Linked DNA regions of Mus musculus: region 1 is linked to region 2. The links are chromatin contacts, called in public targeted proximity ligation maps. All regions are on one chromosome and are shown on one strand. The core of a region is the stretch at or near the end of the contact, and the rest is flanking DNA. Distances in the headings are between cores, read along the strand shown.

Region 1 (2,811 bases), core at 190-2,689, 240 kb before region 2:
TCAGACTAGGTTTTCCCTGCCTTGCTCCCACTCCCCTGATTGTGTAGGTGGTGACCATACCTAGGATTCTTCAACCAGCAGAGAGGGGAGGTTTTGTCAGTAACCATGCTCTGACCTTGCAGCGCATCTTTTCTCCCCCAGGTGGGGCTCCTGTATGAAGAGGGTGTCCGGAAGGCCCAGAGCAGTGACTCAAGCAAAAGGACTTTCTCTGTGTACAGCAGCTCCCGGCAGCAGGGCCGCTATGCACCCAGCTACACACCCAGGTCAGGCTGCTAGGAGCCTCCCTGAGAGACAGAAGAGGGAGGCTGGGCAGAGTGGCCTCTCACTCTTTCTTTCCCCCTTCCAGTGCTCCCATGGACACAAACCTCCTGAGCAATATTCAGAAGCTGTTCTCTGAACGGATCGATGTGTTCAGCCCCGTGGAATTCAACAAGGTCTGAAGTACCTTCTCCTCTACATCCCAGGGGAAGGGTGGCTCCCACACTAACCCAGAGAGCCCTAGGACCACATCTGAGCAGAATTAAAGATCACTTTACGTAATCTCTGTCTCTAGGTCCAGAGCAAAACCACCTTGTCCACACTTTACTCTCCAAACTAGTCTTTAGTCATCGGGGGTTCCCACTCATATCTTGATCTCTGCCCCTCCGAAGCCCAAGCTCAGCAATATCTTTCCTCCATTTTACTTTGTAGTCAGTGGTGACTGCTGCCCATCGTATTCATGAGGCCCCATCTCTGATCTGACCACCGGGGTTTACCTGCCCTCGCCTTTATGGTGGCAACATTGCATTGTTCCCTTCTTAGCTGAGCCCTAGAAATTTCTGTCTTTATCTCCCTTGCCTCTGCTCAGAATTTGGATGTATCCTCCTCCCCAAAAGACGGCAATCCTGAGCTGCATCCCTGTGTCCACCTGCAGGTGTCGGTGCTGACTGGCATCATTAAGATCAGCTTGAAGACACTACTGGAGTGTGTGCGCCTACGCACCTTTGGGCGCTTTGGGCTGCAGCAGGTGCAGGTGGACTGCCACTTCCTGCAGCTTTACTTGTGGCGCTTTGTGGCTGATGAGGAGCTAGTGCACCTGCTGCTGGACGAAGTAGTAGCCTCAGCTGCTCTGCGCTGTCCCGACCCAGTGCCCATGGAACCTAGTGTTGTCGAGGTCATCTGCGAGCGCGGCTAGAATCTGCCAACGAGTCGCGTAGTAGCCCTATCGCCCTGTCCTCCCTGTGCCCTGTTCTCATCCTAGAGGCCCTTCCCCGCTGGCGGGTTCATGGATCCTTCTAATAAACTTATGTGTCCTCCTCCTTCCTCTTGCCTGCAGGGGCGGGACCCGCCCGGGTTGGGTTTCAGTGCCGAAGCTTCTGAGGCGCCAGCATGGGGCCCGCCTCCCAGCGCTGATTGGCTACTGTGCTGGGCCCAGGGTGGGCAGAGGGCGCGTCCATTTAAAGATCAATGAACAAGAGCAGCAGCTTTTCCACCTCCGTGTCTGATGCAGAGCCATAACCCGGCATGGGGCGGTTTGTGTTTCCTTGATCGACTTTTGTGAACCATTGTTCCCCGGCAAAGCAGAGATCATGACTTCTCGTGAGGCCTCCCAGGCCCCACTGGAATTCGGGGGGCCGTTGGGTAAATGGGAAGGTTTGGGGTGGAGGCTGACCTGATGCCACTTAACGGGAGCAGGATAGGATACGAGCTCTATAGAAGGCTCGGAGCAGAAGGATCCGGTGCGCGGGTGTCGGGGTGTCTGCAGAAGAGGAGGGAGTGCTGACAGCAGCACAGCGGGGAGTTTGTGTAATGAAAGACAGTTGGGAGAGCAGGATGGTCTTTGGGAATGCCAGAGGGCAGAGGAACAAGATGAAAATTAAGATAGGAGTATGGCGCTGGGAAACTGCTAAGCAGGCAGGTGACTCAAGGCGCCCGAGGACTTGAGAGAGCTCTTGGGAGCAGTCACGCTACACAGTGGCCCTCTTTCCAGGCGTCGCGGCTTTACTGATCCTGCTGCCTGCCACCATGTTCCACCTGCTCCTGGCGGCTCGCTCGGGCCCGGCGCGCCTCCTGGCCCTACCGGCCTATCTGCCTGGGCTGGAGGAGCTGTGGAGCCCATGGGCTCTGCTGCTATTGTTCATCTGGCTCGGCCTGCAGGTGGCGCTCTATTTGCTGCCTGCACGCAAGGTGTGTGATCTGTTTTAACACACCAGGGAGGAGGGTGCAGGGAGGGCTGGAGCCTGGGAAGTCATCCCCAGCTCTTATAAAACCTGCCCTGTACCCGCAGGTGGCCGAAGGCCTGGAACTGAAGGACAAGAGTCGCCTGCGCTACCCTATTAATGGTGACTGGGGTTCCCCCCCCTCCCTGAATCGCAGTTAACATGGGTTGGGGTGGGTTCCAAGGGTGGTGGGAGGTTTATGGACCAGCTCTGATGACATGTTTGTGCCCTTATGGGAACCTCGCCGTGCATCTACCTCTTTTGCTACTACTCAGCTCCAGGCCAATGGCCAATGTTCTCCCAGAACTGCGTGTGTGTGTGTGTGTGTGTGTGTGTGTGTGTGTTGGCTTTGGAAGTATGCAAGCCACCCCAGGGCTCACTCTGTGCTGTGGTTCAGGCTTCCAGGCTCTGGTGCTAACAGCCCTGTTGATGGGGCTGGGGGTGTCAGTGGGGCTGCCCCTGGGGGCACTCCCTGGAATGCTCCTGCCCTTGGCCTTTGCGACCACTCTCACCAGCTTTATCTTCAGCCTCCTCCTCTATGCGAAGGCTTTGGTAGCTCCTGCCTCAGCCCTGGCTCCTGGGGGAAACTCAGGTGAGAAGGGTCCCAGTGAGG
Region 2 (2,700 bases), core at 139-2,638:
AGGGAGTGTCTACACACACAGAGCTTACTGCACCAGACCCTGTCTCAGAGCAATTAGGCTGTGACTTGTGGTTCATTTTTTGGAGTCTGATTTCATGCATGCACTTCTCATGTAGGGTGGGGAACACTCACTTGGAGGCAGGGGGACATGAGTCCCCTGGAGCCTTTGGCAGGGCATCAGGACCGGCAGGAGTGAGCCTGGGAGGGGCACGGAGCCGCCGCAGGTGTTTCTTTTCCTGACCGCGGCTCATGGCCGCGCTCAGGTTTTGCTTTTCACCTTTGTCTGAGAGAACGAACGTGAGCAGGAAAAAGCAAAAGGCACTGGTGGCGGCACGCCCGCACCTCGGGCCAGGGTTCGAGTCCCTGCAGTACCGTGCTTCCTTCCTGCTCTGGCTCCAGGCCCCTCTTTCCTGTTCCCCAAAGGACTTAGCAGTTCCTAGGAGAAAGTTTGGCAGTTGCCCAGGGTTCTGCCAGGCCCTCTGTGTCCTTTGCAAAAGCAGGAGGCCACTGTGAGCCGCATGATAGCTTATATCTCTTCCAGTTCAGGGTATGGAGACAAACCCAGGTCACAGCTTTTCTCACAGTGGCATTAAAGCTGAACTGGGCCAGAATCTACACTGTCTTTCTCTCCCTCGTAAGCGCCAGCAGATCACCAGTTCCTGAGTTCAGTGACCTTCAGCACCTGGCGTCTTAACTGTGGTTTCTGTCTAGTCCTTTGACTCCTTGGTTGTCTCGTCTCTCTTCATAGTTCTGCTGGCTGACTGTTCTACCCTCTCTTTCTGGGCTTTCCTTCCAGGCTGCTGGTGTTTGATGGATACAGCATTTGGAATCCTTGAGATGCCTTCAGGGACCGAGTGCACCATGAGGCCAGAACCTGAGGCTCTCTTTTACTATCAAAGTCCATGAGACTCTGGAGACAGGCTCTCCACGTCTAACTAAATAGGAGCTCAGCAGTTGTCAAAGATGCTGGCCAACAAGCTCTGGGATTTGCCTGCCTCCGCACCCTCAGCTTTAAGGTTACGACATGTAGGACCACTACTAACCATTTAGGTAGATTCCAGCGATTCCCAATTCAGGGTCCTGAGGTAGCACAGCTGGCCCTCCCTCCCAGCTACCCTTCTTGAAACTTCTGAGGATACATTCATGTTTGCTATGTTTGGAAACTAAGCCAGAGAGTAGCAGAGAACACCTGGGCCTCCCTCCCAGCTACCCTTCTTGAAACTTCTGAGGATACATTCATGTTTGCTATGTTTGGAAACTAAGCCAGAGAGTAGCAGAGAACACCTGGGCCTGACTGTGCAGGGGAGTGAGCAAGACAGGCCTTGCAGTTCCCTAGCCAGCTGAGTCATGCAAACAACTGTGATCTCAGCATCTAGAGGCTGAAGCAGGAGGATCTGGGCTGGAGAAGGCAGGTCTCCGGCTAGTCTGTCAACCTGACACACAAGCTAGAGTCACTTGAGAGGAAGGCGCCACAGTTGAGAAAATGGCCTCCATGAGATCTGACTATAGGCAGGCATGTTGGGCATTTTCTCAGTAAGAACTGAGTTGGGAGGGCCCAGCAGCCTCTCGTGGGTGGTGCTGGCCCTGCGCTGGTGGTCCTTGACTCTGATGAGCAAGCTAGCGGTAAGCAGCAAGCAGCGCACTGCCGCCTCAACGTCAGCTCCTCCCTCCCAGCTGGTTCCTGAGCTCTTTGAAGCCTTGGCTTCCCACCATAGGCTCTGACTTAGGACACGTAACCCTTTCTTCCCCAAGTTGCTGTGGTCATGATGTTTCATCACAGCAGTAGTAACTCTTAAGACAGCAGTTCTCTCATCAAAATCTATAGTTTTGGGAAAGTCTCTAAATGTACTACCAACCTTGTTTTTTGGCTTCTGTAGTTTTTTGCTTCTGTGTAACTGATCTCGTTAACCGAAGTACATCAACCCAGAAACCCGGGGGGTTTGTGCTTAAAATTTCACCTGAGAAAGGCTCGGGCCTACACTGGGATCCTGAGCACCCCGTGTAGTTGCCAACCAGCTGGTAAGGACTTCCTATTGGCCTGAGCCTATGTCCTAACAGTCTTCTCTATAGGTACCCCACACTGCTGCAGCTCCCCACTGACTCTAGAAGGAATTCTAGAATGACAACTTAGACCCATGGCGCTCAGGATACCTTGGCTCTGGACATCCAGTTGTCAATTAATAAAGCGGGAGAGAGACTGGGGGGCATCAATCTGAGCAGTGGTAGGGTTTCCGGGGCACAATGGGCACAGTGCCAGCCTTAGCCTGGCACTGTGCCTGTGGGATCCCAGCTCCAACCTTCTGAAAAGACCGGGTCAGGATGCTCTGTGCCTCTTGCAACAAAGAGCAGCTTTGTGGTCCCCACCTGGAGGGCACATGAGGTCCACAGCCTGGACTTTTTTCTGCCTCAGGAATTTCAGCCTCGAGGCTCAGCTCTGACCCTGACCTCTCGCCTTAGGCATCTCTCCACTGTGTGAGCCCCAAGTCTAATCCTGGTCAAGATCCTGTCAGTTAGAACTACTGCTCTACCTCCAGAGTCCCCGCCTGGAATATCCTAACCAATTTACCTAGAAGCTCCTCCTTCTGGACCTAATTAGAGTCCCACACATTTTAGCGCTGTCGGAAGCCACCCACAGCTGGTGACAATCACTGACGCAGGCTTGGGAGCCTCAGTCACAGTCATCTCTAGCTGCGTCACCGAT

What was found.
Region 1: a contact with region 2 is called in a targeted proximity ligation map of double positive thymocytes, with 6 read pairs. A contact is called at or near these places in 6 of 130 datasets of targeted methods (double positive thymocytes, embryonic stem cells, epiblast stem cells and 3 more) and 2 of 9 other capture datasets (adipose tissue and liver).

What each region holds. Positions count from the first base shown.
Region 1 is chr19:6,066,478-6,069,288 of GRCm38.p6, reverse strand. It overlaps Tm7sf2 (transmembrane 7 superfamily member 2), which reads left to right and starts at 1,439. Exons shown (of 10, transcript NM_028454.2): 1 at 1,439-1,620; 2 at 1,970-2,166; 3 at 2,267-2,321; 4 at 2,596-2,790. The coding sequence starts at 1,569. Vps51 (VPS51 GARP complex subunit) reads left to right here. Exons shown (of 10, transcript NM_001081041.1): 8 at 142-263; 9 at 347-434; 10 at 914-1,447. The coding sequence ends at 1,174.
Region 2 is chr19:5,822,324-5,825,023 of GRCm38.p6, reverse strand. It overlaps Neat1 (nuclear paraspeckle assembly transcript 1 (non-protein coding)), which reads left to right. Exons shown (of 1, transcript NR_131212.1): 1 at 1-316. Among named protein-coding and RNA genes, the nearest start is that of Malat1, 21 kb to the right of the region's middle.